Regions from separate parts of the Anser cygnoides genome. Here region 1 is linked to region 2. The links are chromatin contacts, called in public Hi-C maps. All regions are on one chromosome and are shown on one strand. Each heading gives the region's core, a stretch centred on a gene start, on an enhancer-like site or on the middle of the called end of the contact. The rest is flanking DNA. Distances are from core to core; before and after follow the strand shown. Region 1 holds the start of ABCA1 (ATP binding cassette subfamily A member 1). Region 2 overlaps ABCA1 (ATP binding cassette subfamily A member 1).

Evidence for each region. A called contact is a pair of places that touch in the nucleus more often than the background predicts.
Region 1: a contact with region 2 is called in a Hi-C map of granulosa cells, with 1.9 times the contacts expected there. The contact joins the promoter of ABCA1 here to the enhancer-like site in region 2. A contact is called at or near these places in 4 of 7 Hi-C or Micro-C datasets (granulosa cells and liver).

Annotation. Positions count from the first base shown.
Region 1 is chrZ:33,224,596-33,232,380 of Taihu_goose_T2T_genome, reverse strand. It overlaps ABCA1 (ATP binding cassette subfamily A member 1), which reads left to right and starts at 5,612. Exons shown (of 50, transcript XM_048051479.2): 1 at 5,612-5,758.
Region 2 is chrZ:33,169,145-33,176,665 of Taihu_goose_T2T_genome, reverse strand. It overlaps ABCA1 (ATP binding cassette subfamily A member 1), which reads left to right. Exons shown (of 50, transcript XM_048051479.2): 8 at 4,713-4,799. Among named protein-coding and RNA genes, the nearest start is that of NIPSNAP3A, 47 kb to the right of the region's middle. Within about 2 kb of position 5,820, at least 2 of the 3 cell types and tissues checked have open chromatin away from gene starts, as enhancers often do. A contact at or near this core is called in liver, where this site is marked.

The DNA.
Region 1 (7,785 bases), core at 4,363-6,862, 56 kb before region 2:
GAATCTTTTGTAGTAACAGCTCCAGTGCAGGAGTCCTTATTCAGGTAAACATCGCACTGAGTTTCACAAGGAATTGATTGAATAAGGATCTTTGATCAGCCGATTTTTGATCTCTCTTAAATAATTGTTTAAGAAAACGGGCAACTACAACTAATATGAAATGGCATTTGGCTGGCCATGAGGGAATGCTAGCCATTCTAGCTCACACCTCAAGGGTTAAGTTGGTGAAGTTTACCTCCTGGTCAGTCCATTTTACACAAGCAAAGATTTGTCCATCAGTACCTAAATTGAGGTTAGATAAAGCCAAATTGCAACCTTTTATTTGGCTTTATTTGCATTTGATTAGATCCTGTGTCTACCAGACCACTTCTGCTTTGTGATGAAGCCTTTCTTCCTTGTTCCACCCACTGGGGATGTTATTAGAATAATCATTTTTCACTGGGGAAGAAGTGCCAATTTTTTAAAGCATGGGCTTTGTTCACACTGACATTTTACTCTTTCCACTGCTAACCATTCAATCACATTAATGGCACAAAAACCCTAGTTTGTGCAGGCCAAGCTGTCCCTGTAAAAGTTGAATGGCAGAGTACACGTAATGTGCACTGAAACATTTCTAAAGGAGCCCTGGTGTGGGATAATTTTTGAACAGTAGACAATTGCACAGAGGAAGATTGAAATGTTATCACAAAAATTTATACATGCTGCATGCCATTATAAGGTATAGCTCTGGGGAATCTGGGGAAGGCATAAACTTGGTGTAAAATTAGAATTGCTACCTTAGGTGTATTTTAGTTGGCAACTCTACATATGCTCTTTGCTCTTTAAACTATAGGTTAGACTCATGGTTGGGAAAATCAGCTTATTTCTGGCAAGCTGAAGGATTTTTACCAGCTAAGTATTTGGCTGCATGTATATTTTACATCCAAAATGTAGTAATTTTGTTAACAGGGAGCCTCACACCACCTTATCTATAATAACTGCAGATGTAATTTGGCATTTGCGCTTACATTTAATGCTAAGCATTTGTGAGAAATGACAAGGCTATGCTTGTGGTAATGGGCCCTCTTCTTAAAATAACAGCAGTAATTTGGCAGCTTCACAAGAGATGAAGTTTTTAAATCATCCTTTTTAAACAAAATATATGTTACTTTAAGAAACATTACCCATACTGTTTGAATTGTTACTTGCTCATGTCTGAGCTTCAATATATTGTTTTATTAAAAAGATTTAGAAGTATCTTTTTGATGACTAGAGGCAGTTTGATGCTTATACTGAAGGATGCAGAGAACTAAGCAAGCTTCTTTGCCTTCATTAGGTGCTGGGACAGGCCAGCAATGTTCTTGGTCCCAAGGGCAGCAAATTCCTAGGTTCAGTACTTGACATGGCACAGACAGGCACCTTGAAGCTTCCCCCACTGCAGGGCACAGTGGAAGACCTAGGGGTTGTTAAGCCTCAACCACTTCTCTTTCTCTCCAACTGGAACGCCATCTTTTAAAGAGCAAATGAGTGTTACCTGTTTTTCTGTGAATAGGATAGGGAGAAAAAAAAAAGAAAGTGAGTGTGGCAAGCTGCAGTAAACAGCATGGTGCTGTCATTTGTACTCAGTGTGTTGTAAACCGGGCTGGAGTGACTAACTCCCATGTTAGGAAATACAAATTGAAGACGGGATGCTCAGTGAGAGTTTAGGTTGCTATAAAATAATAACGATGCAATTATTTCTTACTAAAAGTTTGGAAGTTCCTTCCAGGAAGGCCTTATGAAAGTTGTCACCTCAGCTGACTCAGATATTGCAAATCAGGGGAGAAAGTAAAACAATACTGAGCAGATGCTTGAAATGCTGATTAACCTTCACTGTGTACCCCACAATGCAATAGAAAAGAGTCCCAAAATGCTGCAAAACTGTCAAGTAATCAAAGAAGAGTTGATCAAAACTCTTTGAAAAGTAATTTCTAAACAGCAGTATTACTAATCTGTTATCTTTCCTGCTTCCTGAACTAAGTCCAAACTAGCTCACTTAGGGTTAAAAAGAGTTTGGATTTCCAGATGAAATATTTCATCTCAACAGCTGACTGCAAACTGTGGCATTCTTTATAGCTGAAGTCTGTCTTAGAGCTCTTCTGTTTACATCAAGGCATTTTTCGGTGTGACTGACTAAGCCCAATGTCTTCTCTAGCATCCTGATTTCAGGAGCCATTGATCTTGGAGGCTCAACAGTGGCGTGCCATGCCTTGTACAAGTTACAAGCATGGAGAAACAACTTCCTCCTCAACAAGAACCCAGCCCCTTTATTCCACTATATAAAGTCTTTTCCATGAACAGCAATTCACACCTTCTGGGACCTCTCACTGTAACTGTCTGGAGTAGTTGTGGTCCCTTTGGCAGCTCTCCCTTGCAAGTCTTCCCTTGCACCCAGCCTTGGACCCCAGTGTGGGCTGCATCTGCCACACTTGCAAAAATGAGGTTGTGGTGTGGGTGTAGGCTGAGGAAGAGGGTTATCCTTTGGAAAAGCAGAACAGGTTGAGTCTAGTCTGGAAGTGCATGTCACAGGAGCTGTGCATTGGCTGTTCCTGGAGGCTTTCAATAGCAGGGGGCTGCAAGGGAGGAGACCAGGAGGTGCTGTGACAGCCACAGGCAGCTTCTTCCAGCCAGCTCTGAAATGGATGAAAACGACCCACTGCATATCCAAACCTCAACCAATGGGAACAGCACATGGCACCTCTGCTCATGTGTATCTGAGGAAGGGCAGGAGACTGGGAGCAGGAGACACTGGAGGAGTAAGTGGAGGGGACGTATGGAAGGCGGTTTGGTCGGGGACATGGCTGGAGACATAATATTGAAAGGAGACATTGTGCCAGAGCAGAGATTTCCCCGAGGGGACTGTGGCCCATGGAAGACCCACAGAGTAGCAGTGAGAGGTGAGGAGCAGTGGAGGATATTGAATAAGAAGCGAGGAACAGCAGCAAGAAACCACTACACTCTGCCTCCAACCTCCCTCATCACCCAGTGCCTCACAGAAGGAATTGGGAAGGACTGGGCATAACACCACTGAAAACAAAGGATGTTGAGACTAGGAAAGAGGTAGAAGAGGTGTTTAACTGGAAGAGAGGTTGGGGAAGGGACAGAAAGGTGTTTCCCCAAGGGCTTGACTGTCTATGTCTTTTTTTTTCCCTCTCAATATCCAAAAGGTGTTTCCCTAGGCGTTCAGTTGTTTATCTCTTTTTTTTCCCCTCAATATTCAGAATCAGTACCTGGAAGTTTGTGTTAATTGGCAATAAACAAAACTGAGCACAATTCCCTGACTGAAACTCTTTTGCCTGCAACTAACCTATCCCACCTTCCATGGGACACAAAAGCCAACATAATGCTTGCTGTGGGTGTGAGACTTGGGAGGTAAAAATTTCTCTGAGGAATCTATAGGAGCTGCACGTGCTCATCCACTCTGAAAACTCAAGCCAACCAAATATAAATACTGTCGGTCCAGGAGACTGAGTTTTTATTAAAATCTATTCCTGGTTTAGCTGTGGGCTTGGCGTGTGTACAGGCTAGCCATGGGCTCTATCAATGCTCCCTTTCCTTGTTCATCTTCTTGGACGGTTCACCACAGCTTGCCTCTCAGTAACCTGACTGTGCTGTCATGCAAACAAGAAATTGTAAATGTGGAAAATGCTGTCAAATGCTAGTGCACAAAGATATTTCTCACCATCCTACAGGTATTTAGCAAACTAAATCAAATACTCCATTTGCTTCTGATGAACAGCTGTGTATTAAGTGCTTTACTGGAAGATGATATCCAAATGCTTTAACAGTTGACACAGATGCTGATTTCCAAAATTAAAAAAGTCTAGTTTTCTGATGATGTTTTGAAAAACAAGCCTCTTTCCTCAGAGAAATCTGATTTAAGGAGACACCAGCAGCAGGGCAATTTCCAGCCCCTTTTCAGTACTCACATAGCACCATTTCTACTGATGGCAGGTCACTAATTATTTTAAAAACCCTGCCCAGTACATCCCACTCTATTCAGACTTTATTGCATGGGATGAGTCCTTACACCCTGCTGATAATAAATTAAATGTACTCTTTCTCACTGTATTTGAGCTAGCATGCTGAAGTTATTTATACAACAATTTAAAATTGTGATCTAGTAAATGTTTGGAAATGTGTAAAAATTGAAAGGTGTAGTATATAGTGAAGAACACATGGCTCTATTTTTTACATCAAGGACCTAATTTTTATTTCAGTTTTGTGACCAGATGAATGTACAGACTGAGTCCATGTGAGTCAGTGGAGATATGTAGCAGTGGCATGGGGGAGCCTGGGATCAGAAGCCGAGTCTGTTTTTATTTTGTTCATCCCTGAGCTGCTCTGTGGGATGGTGACTGACCAAAGGAGCTTGGGTCATTGCCGAAACAAATGTGTCTGCGTTTATTCAGTGCAGAAGGGTCTGCACCATTAATCTGAATATTTACTACTATATATGACACTCCAGTGGATAATATTATTTCAGATCACAGTCAGTCCGAGCTCTCTGGAGTTTTGCTTTCAGGTCCTTGTATTTCTGCGCGCCTCGAAAAAATACAATTGTTGTAGGCTGAGAATCGAAACACAACCGAAGAAACTAGAACGTACAGTTCCCTCAGTAACCATGTATCATCCAGGTTGCTCATAATAAGGCAAAGTTTTAACAGCACGCACAATAACATCAATGACTTCACTGCAGATGAGCAATGGCAGTGCATTATGTCCGTAGTGGGAACCATAATTTAGAGTTGCCTGTCTTTCGCACGTTACATGTTTTCATGCACATTGGAAATGCAGTGCTACACTTCCGTAGACTGAACTGCAGTGCTTCTGGGTGCTCCTGACAAAAATTTTGGAAAGGGTGATGCGCAGGTTGGTGTTTCTGGGAGAGGAGCCCACTGGGGAGGATGACGAGCACAGGCCATTCCTCAGGTGTCTCCAACATGCTGCCCTTTGTGCTTGTCCCAACCAGGTGAAGTTGGGCACTGTGAAGAAGGGGCTTTTTTAAGGTTTTGGGAGTGGTTCCCAGTCTCACCACGAACCATTTCGGCCAAATTTATCGTTGTCTCTGGGTAGGTAGCAGCGCACTAACTTTCACAGCTCCTCACCCACTTCCTCACCACGAAGCAACACGGTGTGGGGGGCGTCCCGGTGCTCTTGAAGCTGGCACCGCCGGCGACAACGCTCCTCGGCGGTCCCCGGGCCACCCTCCACCCTTGTCGCCTAGGGGTCCCACACCACCCGTGTCCCCCAGTTGGCCTCCCGACCCGGCCCACCACGCGCTGTGCGGGCCCGTGTGGTGCGGGCGGAGCCTCGAGGTTTGTTTTTGGCTGCAACGTGCACGCCCTCATGCAAATCGCCGCGTCCCCGCCTCCCCTTCACCCCCCTCCGGGGAGGGAAAAAGTGGGGAAAAATAAAATTAAAAAAAAAAAAAAAGAGAAGAGAAGCAAAATAAAAAAATGCAAGGAAAACAAACAAACAAAAAAAAAACTAATGAAAGGGGAATAAAAAAAAAAAAATTGAAAAGGGGAAGGGAGCAAGACGCCCCGGCGCTGCCCGGCCTTGGAAGGGGCGGTCGCCGCCGCCCTATAAGAGGCGCTGCGGGGCCACAGCCGCCCGGGAGCAGGGCCGGCGTCGGGGCTGGAGCGGAGCGAGGCGGAGCGGAGGGGCAAGGCGGCTCGGCTCGGCTCGGCTCCCGGCGGGACCGACGGCGGCTGCCCAGGGCCCCCCGGCCCGGGAGGTAGGCGAGGAGGGCGGCCAGGGGGATGCGCCGCGCCGTGCCGTGCCGAGCCGTGATGCGGGCTGCTGTCGGGGGAGGCGGCCCCGGCACAGAGCGAGGGGGGAAAAAGCGAATGTGTCCTTTTTTTTTTTTTTTTTTTTTTTTTTTCCTTTTTTTTTTGGTCTTTTTGTTTCTCGCTGCGCGCAGCGTGTCTAGAGTGAGGCGCGGAGGATGGCTTGCGGGACGGCAAGGGACTGGGAAGGGGATAGTGCTGCATGCTTTTTCCCTCCCTGTGTGTTTGTTTATTATTATTACTTTTTTTTTTTTTTTTGTAATCGCTTTATTATAGCTCGTCCTGAGCGAAGCGACTCTGGGTTGGCTGCTCTCTCGGAGGGGGGCTCGCCTCGCCGCCCCTTCCAGCCCCGGTGGGCTGCTAGAAGATAACGGGAAGGGTTTCCATCCCCTTCACACCTACGGGAAATCCATAAAACGCCGGGGGCGGGGAGGGCCTTGGGATGAGCGGGAGTGTAAAAATAAAAAAAAATCGATCCCGCAGCTTTTGTGATGGGCAGGAGGTTCGCTTGCAGGCAGCATATCCCGCTTCTGTGTGCCAGGCTGTTGTGAAGTCTGTGCTCTGCTATGTTACAGGCTGCCATCAGCCTCCTACAAAACACTGCTGCTTAGTTCGGGACGTGTGTGACTGCTCAGATGCATAAAGTCTATCAGAGGAAGGTACTCTGACTGTAAATTGAAAGTTTATAGTAAACAGTATTTTTGTCTGTTTTGAACATAAGCTATTTGTCCCGCCACCCCCAGCTGTTGTGCTTGGAGATTTTAAGGGCAATCAACTTACTTGGAGGGTCAAAGTTGATCTCCAATGTGTTGGAGTAGACCTTACTAAAGCCAGGGGGATATAAACACATGCTCACACTTTTAGCTGAATTGGTGCCCATCTTGAAGATTACTGGTGTAGATTAATGCATTACAAACCCGTTAGGAGGTGGCCTTTGGAAATAGGTTGATGCTGGTACAGCAGGGAACAGCCACGTCTTGGGGATGTTCCATTAACAACAGATGGTCCGGCTTGCTGCCTTGAGGCTTTCCTAACTGAGCAGTCTCGCTTGGTTTTGAAAGGGGTTAGGGTAATAAACACACGGTGTGAGTATGTTTTTGGTCTGCTCCTGGTTGGCACAGGTTTCCTTCCTCATGAGCAGGGATGGGCGGCAGCATGTGCCCAGGCTCTCCCATAGCATCATGCAGGGAGCTGCCTGGGGCTGCGGCGTTACTGATGTGTCAGCTGTAATTGCTGCTCCTGGGTCATCACCCTTCATCGCACCCATCTGAACCTTCACGTGTGTAAAAGTGGTTCCCCAGTCTGTACCTGGTGTGGTCTGGGCAGGAGTTATATATATCTGGTGTGGTCTGGGCAGCTACGGGCAGGAGTCTGATGCCTTCACTCGCAACATGTGCCGTGTTGATCGTGTTGTCATAGTGCAGTAGGGCTGCATGGTAAGAATTGGAAGTCGGCTCTTTCCAAACTGTGGATAAAAGGTTTGCAGCCTGGAAAACAGGAGCTGTGTGGTAGAGCTTAAATTGAACTTTTGAAGTTGAGAATATCTTACTTTAGGAGAGAGCAAGAGTATGCTCACCACGGTTGTTCTGCGGAGATGGGTGGGTATGTGCTGGCTCTGGGCTGCCAGAGATGGCAGTGGCTCTTGTCTGCTGTTACAGTGTAGTGGTCAAGCATTGCAGCCATCAGAGTAACTTTACCTTGAGAAATTACTGTTGAAGTTCAATTAGCCATATGATATTTGTGTGAAACAAACACCTTGGGTGCAGCTATGTGTGAGGTTTTGGTGCTTGCAGGAGTTACAGCAATCTTTGGATATAAATTCCAGATTTCCAAATTCAGCTGGGCTGTAGTGTAAGCAGGTATATTGAAAATCTCTTAATGTCCCTTTCACCCAGCGAGACTGAGGCATGTTTATAAATGGGTTTGCCACAGGCAGCTGCTAGCTAACCTGTTTTGTCATGCCAAATTTGTTTTC
Region 2 (7,521 bases), core at 4,571-7,070:
GCAGGTATTTGACTCACATGATGAGACCTAAGCTCTGCTGGTTTTTGGGGAGGCAGAGAAAAAACATCTTAATATAATTAGGTAGATATAACTGGAATGAAAAGGACTTGGAACAATGTGCAAGAACTGTGTAAGTTCAACACTAAAGTCTTGAACAGCAAAATGGAAGTTTTTGCCATTCAAGTGGCTGTAATTTCTGGTGTGCTGCATATGGAAGATTCCGGCCAGCATCCACCTGCTTGCTCTTGCCCTTGTACATCCCTGTTTGTTGTTCCCTCTGCAAGACCATAAGCAAATTGTGTTAGGGAATTGATCTGGATTAGAATGGACTAATGTAATTGTATGGTTACACAAACATTTGTGCAGAAGGATGGAGGGGGGTTGTTACAAGACTGGGAACCGAGTGGTCAGGGTGTATGGGGAGGGGGCTTGAGACCCCTGTGTCAACACCTGCTTCTATCGGCTTAAAGTGTTTTGTGCCTTTGCAGCCTGAGGGAAACAATAAGTGTTTCAGGTAACTCACAACAAAACAGTAGTTTTTTGTGAATTATGAAGAGAGCAGAGTTCTAAAAAGGAAATTAAAACAGGTGCACAGTGAAATTTGTGAGCTCTGAATGTCACAGCACTGTAAAGGAAGTTTGAAAAAGAAGGCAAAAACTCAGTACTTGTCTTTGCATATCCGCTCATCTGTTCTATCCCAAACAGACACTGGATGTTGCACAAAGTGGATTAGTACAGTTAAGATAAAGGATTTCCAATTAAAATTTTACATACGCCTTTCTAGCTCTGCCACTGATCCTTTGTGTGACTTTCATTTACCCTGCTCCTGTAGGGTGAGAAAACAGAGCCAAGATGGTAGAGGCATGGTGGGGAAGTTCAGGTAGGCCTCCTTGTTCCCTCCTTCATAAGAACCTATTTGGGGGGGCGCTGTTTAGATGGAAACGCAGAAGAAAATCTAGGAGCGACCACAGGGTGCCATGGCAGAGGATCAGCTTTCCTTCTTGAAGGGAGTATTCACTCCCCTAGAAGCACCAAATGTCCATAAAAGTCAGATTCTTTTTTCTAGGTCCCACATCTCAATCTTCATCCATTCCCTGAAGCCTTTTTGGCCAGCAATAAGAACAATGGGCTGTAGTACATTTTGTTCAAGCCAGTTGCAGGCACAGCTTGTCTTCAGTGGAAGGTTTGCCTTCTACTGGGTGTATTCAGTGAAACTAAAGCAGGAGAAGCTGGTTGGAGAAAAATAGAGAAACAGAACCTCTAATTCCATGCAGACAAGTTTTCATTTCAGCTTTCTCTCTGTGCTAGGTCAGGAGTTGTCCCTTGGAAGAACTGTACAGGCTGGGGAAGGTTATCAAGAGCAATGGCATTAAGTCAGAGATGTCCCAACAGACTGGTGTTGATCGGTAGGGACTGTCTTATAGCATAAAATTACATGTCTGTGCAACAACTTTTACCTCTGCAAATCTCCCCAGTTTTGAAAACAACTTGGGGGAGACTGTTCAGTGACAGAGACGATTCAAATTGGCCTTGTGGGATTTCATCTCTGCAGTGCTGCTTAAGAAGGGCTTTGCCACATTCACTTCCAGTGGTGTGGGTCTATAATAAGCCATAAATATGTTGTGGCTTCTGTACTGTAGTAGTGCTTGAAGGAGTGTGGGTGAGCACATGAAAATCCAATTGTTCTTTTCCCTTCATAATGCAGCTGGTATTTTGTCATATGGTTAGCATGAACTAAGCATTGAATGTTGAATGCATTCCAGTTGAAAAAAATGGCTTTAGAAAAGGTCTCTTAATGTAAATACATGCTGCAACTAAACTTGTGGCTTTCCTTGCTCTTTTGAGTGTTTTCGGTCAAGCACAATGATATCGTGATTTCAAACAGCTGTACTTTGGGACTTCCACTCCCAGGAAACAAAAGCAGAAACACAAAGCATGTGATTTTTCTGCAAAGTTCAGTGCTCAGTTTCCACTAAGATCCATGTAAAATTGTAATAACTGTTTCAAAGCAAACATGGCAGAGTGGTCTCTTAAGCAGAAGCAATTAGCTGTTACGTTGCAGCAAGTGACAATTTTGTTATGACCTCCCAGCACTTCAAATACAGATGTGTTCTCATGTATGTTAAAGAGTTTTCCATCCCTTCTAGCAGGAGCTGACAGGTGGGTTTATTTAAGGCTTGTCTTGACTGGGCAGTCAACTCTAGTTAGCTCAAGTATTTCTCTATTTTGTGTCCTGTAAGCACGCACATGCAAGCACACAGCGTGTGCTTAGTGCAGTGTGTAACTGCAGAATATTAGGACATTTACATGCCCTAAATGCCCAAGACTAGATGAAGGCATAACTTACCAGCCACGAGCACAGTAATTGTACAGGGCAGCTCTGTTCAAAACCTGCTAGAACTTTCTCTTTCCACCATGTGCCAGGAAAAGACAGGTGATGTCTTCCAGTATTTCACCAGCAAATGAGCCATTATCCCCACCTGGTTCTAGTGCAGACACCTGCAAAATACACTGTCACAGTGGGACCAATCCTACTTGAGAAGTGCTGAATATAGAGGACACTTCTGAATGTAAAGAGCTGCACAGAGACACTGCAAAAAGTTCTTTTCCAGGGAAACCGAAGACATTTCAGGGTCAGATTTGAAAACTTGAATCTCATAAGGCTTACATACTTGTTCAGACCAAAGTCCTATTCAGCTCAGCGTCCCTTGAGTGCTACTCCAGCAGCACTACTTCTTCAGCTAAGCCTGGAATCTTGGTAGTTTTTTTTCTTTCATGACTTCTTAGCCTTTTTCAAGCCCATGTTAACTTTTACCTTCAGCATTGCATAGTATGTACAAAATTTCTCCATTTTGACTGGGTTGTATGTGGAATAGCTCCTTTTGTTTGTATTAAACCAGTCTTTACAATGGAAGCTCTCTGTTCTTCTATGATGAGGTGCAGTGAACAATCATCGCCTATTCATGTTTTCTATCCCACTATTAATTCCACAGTCCCCTGTCATATCCTCTGCTTGTCAGTAAGATTTCTGTTGAAGAACTGCGGTCTGTTGTTCTTCCTTCAGAAGCCATTTGTATCTTAAAATCATACTTGTGGCCTTCTTCTGTACTTGCGTTCTTTCGTAGATGGAGGATCCAAAATTGCACATAGTACTTGAGAAACAAGAACGCACCATGGATGTGTACTGATGTTGACCTGTCTTATCATTGTAATTCTGTGATCTCTTCTCTGTGTGGTGTTAGGTAGTTCAGAACCATCCAGGGGTATCTTAAGGTAGAACTGTCTTCTCCCTGTGTACTTTACTTTGCAGCACTGAATTTCATCTGGCGCTTTATAACAGTGTGTCAGCATGAGGTCTTTCACTAATCCTTTGCAATTGGCTTTCAACTTTCACTATTCTGAACCAATTAGTATCATCAGAAAACTCTTCCTCATTCACCCTGTCCCTGAATCACTTCTGAATACACCGAACAACGCAAATCTGCGTAGAGCTTGATGAGGTATAATCGAGCTGACCGGGCTTGTCTTACAGTATGCACGAATCTAAGACTTCCTACTTCATCTCCTTGCTGAAGTGGTAGTGCAGCTATGTAGCTTTGATATTTGCTAACTGTATTCCTTTAAAATGGCTTGAAGGTCTTAGCCTGTGGGGAGTTTTAATTGCTTTTCTTCTAGCTCTGATGTGATTTGGTTTATCTGAACCTTAAGGTCAGTGTTCAGTAGAAATTCATAGACGCCAGAAAGCCTCCATGAATTTACAGCTGGCTTTGGAGCAGGCATGAACTGAGCACTCAGCAAAGTTAGCTAGGTGTAAATATCCCAGCAGCAGATCAGTGGAACGGTGCCCAGTTACACCAGCTGACACCGACGAACTCTTACTAGCCTTCAGCAAGTCAGCTAGAGCATGTGAAAGACTCCAGACTTTGCTTCCAGCAATTGCCTTGGGAAAGATGTAAAAATGAAAGGCTTCAGCCCAAAAGATTTGTACTAAAATCGAGGGTCTTGACTGTTCCTCTTTGTGTCACAATGCTGTAACATGTAGCTATGAATGTGAAATCTTAGGAAATGATTTTAATCCTCATTCCTCTGAAAGAAGGATTGTGTCCAAAGCATTAGGCTAAAGAGTCTTGATGCTTCTCTTGCAAGAAATGTTTCCCATGCAAGGTAGCGCTTTAACTATCCAGAAATAAAACAGAAGAAACAAAAGAAAAATCCAGGCCCCCCACCAGTTACACGGAGGGCAACTATAAACAAGGAGTTGTCTTCAGTGGGACTCCCAGGTCAAGCAATTGCTAGAGCAAATGGGATTTCCAGAAAGAAGCTGTGCCTTCCGCTTCTAGAAACCTGTAACTATTTATCTTGTGGTGCTGTTGCTTTATGGAACCTGGTTCTTTTAATATGCACCATTGGTTTAGTCTGAAAATGTAAAGGTCTGATGGGAGGACTCAGGTGATGAAGATCACCTGAAGGTGAGATGTACTGTGCAGCAGGATTTCTGAGCTGGAAGCTGTGGAGTCTCCATTGCATTATGGGGTGCTGAAGCCTGGGGTAGCTTGAGCTCAAGGTTGCACAGAGAGCCTATCTTCCCCATCAATCACTTCGCCTTGTAAACAGTCCTATCTACCCTTCTTTACAAGGATGTCTAAAATGGTTTAATTTCCACATTGGTTGGTGCCTGGTAGTGACTCCCTGTTTCTTTTTATCTCTTGCAGAGACACATTTCTTTTAATTCTTCCTTGTGGGATCTGTCAGAAACTGTGGAGGCTTTGAAAGAGAGCCTGGGAAAGCTCGTTAAAGAGGTAAGTATGTCCTTTGTGTCAGAAGAATACGTTGGTGTGGTGGTGGCTGCCCGAGCCTGTGGTCGAGTACAAGGAGCACAAGTTTCCTTGGTGCAACTCAAAGTCAAACCCCTTGCTGTTTTTGAAATTTCTCCACCATCCTACCACCATCATCCCTATGTCGACAGGCAGCACCTGCAATGCAGCCCCTTGGTGCACAAAACTTCAGATCATGGACACCATAGGAGTTCTTTAGGCATGTGGCTAAAGATTGGGTACCTCTGGGAGGTGCAAGAGTTAAATCTTCTGTGGGGTTTACTTTCTCAGCAGTGGCACAGTAGTTACCTTTGCAATATATCTGCTGACTAGCAGCAGCTCGCAAACTGCCTGTGGAGGTTTGCCTCCTTTTTAGCTTTTTCAATCAGTTGCCAGCCGTGCCAGGTGTGTTTCTGTGTTGTAGGTACTGGCCCTTATGTTTGTTGAGGGCATGGCATGTGGAAGAGGTGTGTGTTACAACTGAGGAACTATAGGGTACTGTTTGCTCTTCGTGTTTGGATAAACAGCTTTTTGGGGCAGCTATTGTTTTCTGACCTTTGTGGGGCACCCAATGCAGTGGCATCACAGTGGCAGCTGAGAAAGGCTCTGGCAAAACGTGGTGATTTGCAGAGGCAAAGTGACATTGTAGAGACCGTGAGCATTTGTTTTTGCAGGTGAGACAGTGGATTAAGAAAAAAGCCTTGCATGCCTAGCATGAGTCAGAAACCCAAACCCCATTTATTTTATTTTATTTTTTTAATTTTTGGAGCCAGAAACATCTTAGCCGCTTTCTGCCCGGCTCCGACTTTGAAGTGCTGCTACCAGGCAAAAACTCTCTCCCTCTAGCAGAAATCACAACCATCTAAACTAAACAATACCTCCTCCTCCTCCCCTCCTCGAGCCTTCCGTCCGTCCATCCGTCCATCCGTGCAGCCAGCAAGGAGGCAGCCGCAGAGCAGAGCGGTGAACGGCAGTAACCCCGGGGAGCGCGCGGAGGAGCGGGTCACTCGGGGTTAGCAGCGTGCGCTCCCCTCCCACCGAGCCCGGGGCGGCCACCCCGCCGGGAGCCAGCGCCGTGCCAGCCAGCAGCCCCTGGCACGCGTCCCTCGCGGAGCCCCAGAACCTGCCGCTGGCTCCCTTTTACAGGGAAATTAAGATGATTCCCGGATCAGCTGCAGTTAAGACGGTGGCAGAGCTCTCGCTGCTAGCAGGGAGGCTGCCCTTAAGAGTTTGGTTACAGCTGTTTCCCGTTACGTCACTTAAGCTTGCCTTTTTTTTTTCTTTTTTTTTTCTTCTTTTTTCTTTTTTTTTTCTTCTTTTTTTTTTCCTTCTTTTTTGTCTGGGATAAAAATAATTGAAACCATGTGACGTTCAGTTTGCTGATGTGGCTGAAAATGTCCCAGGGTAGCGTGCCTTTTGCTTGGCAGCTGTTTTGGGTAGGACTACCTTTTATGCTGCCTTATTACTGTGCAAACAAAGGCAGCATTTTCCTTTGCGTACAGCGTGAGCTGCTCCAGATGGCTTGACCGAAAGTTACTTCTTATTGTCTGGCAGGCTGATTTCTGTGTGAAAAGGAGGGACTTGTTCCCTTGTTTCACAGGGCAGCAGCTTGAGGGGGTGGAGAGAGCTATTGTTTGTGCCACGTCTAGAAGCCTTTCTAGCAAGGAATTTTAATTAGAGAATAGTCTGAACAAAATATTTGTCTCTTAGTGTGGGGATTGATTGGGTCTCTGTCCCTGTGCTCTTTAAATCAACCCAGGAGGGCAGATTAAACTCTGAGAGTGAGGGCAACTATTAAGAAACACGGAGCTGGGTCTGATGTCTGGGAGAAGTAGTTCAGTAACACTTCAGACATGTGAGATATTTGCTTCCAGTGGCGTGAACAGAGCAGCTCTGCACATCTATTGTAAAACTGCTGGTGCCAAAGATGAAACAAAGCTGCTTGCTTAAACTTGGTGTTTAAAATAACAAGTAAAAATACTTTTGTTAATGCAATCCCTCTGCAAGTTAGTTTGTGGCAATTAGCTACCCTTTCTGTTTCTGTACCTTTGCTTATCCTAAGGAGCTGATGGTACGTTAGCTAAAGGAGTTGACATTTACCAAAGAAAATTCAACAGTCTTACCTAAAGTACCAAAACCTCCCAAAGGCATCCCTTTGAATTGGAGACTCACACTGTCACACCTGAAGTGCAGCCTTGGCCTTTTGGGTTAGGAGACATGAAATCCAAAATCCACATGAGTATATTTAATCAACTACAGTTGTTGTCTTACATTCTTTTTTTCATTCACGTCCTACGATGTTAGCGTCCAGTCAGTCACCCTGAATCTGTGGAGCCTGATTGATTGGCACCAGGGTGCAGACAAAGGCACCAGTGAGTAGTGAGGAAATGAAAGTACTCTTGAAGCAAGTCTGGATACAAGTACCGAATCCCCAGGTTTTAGCTGTTCTCACAGCTGTCTTCCATCATATCAATGTGTCATGTGTTTTCAGGCAGCTAAAAATAGAGGCTCCTTGTGTATGTGACACAAAATAGCTCTTGTTTAGCATCAAGATTTTTTTTGTCCAGATGTTGGCACTTCTAGAGCATGCACAGAACTACAAATGAACACAAAGGGCCAGGTTTACCTACAGTGTAGGGCCAGAGACCCTGGGTGTGCCTGCCTTGGTTGAATTGGCATTGAGTTTTTATGGGACACCATTGCTTTC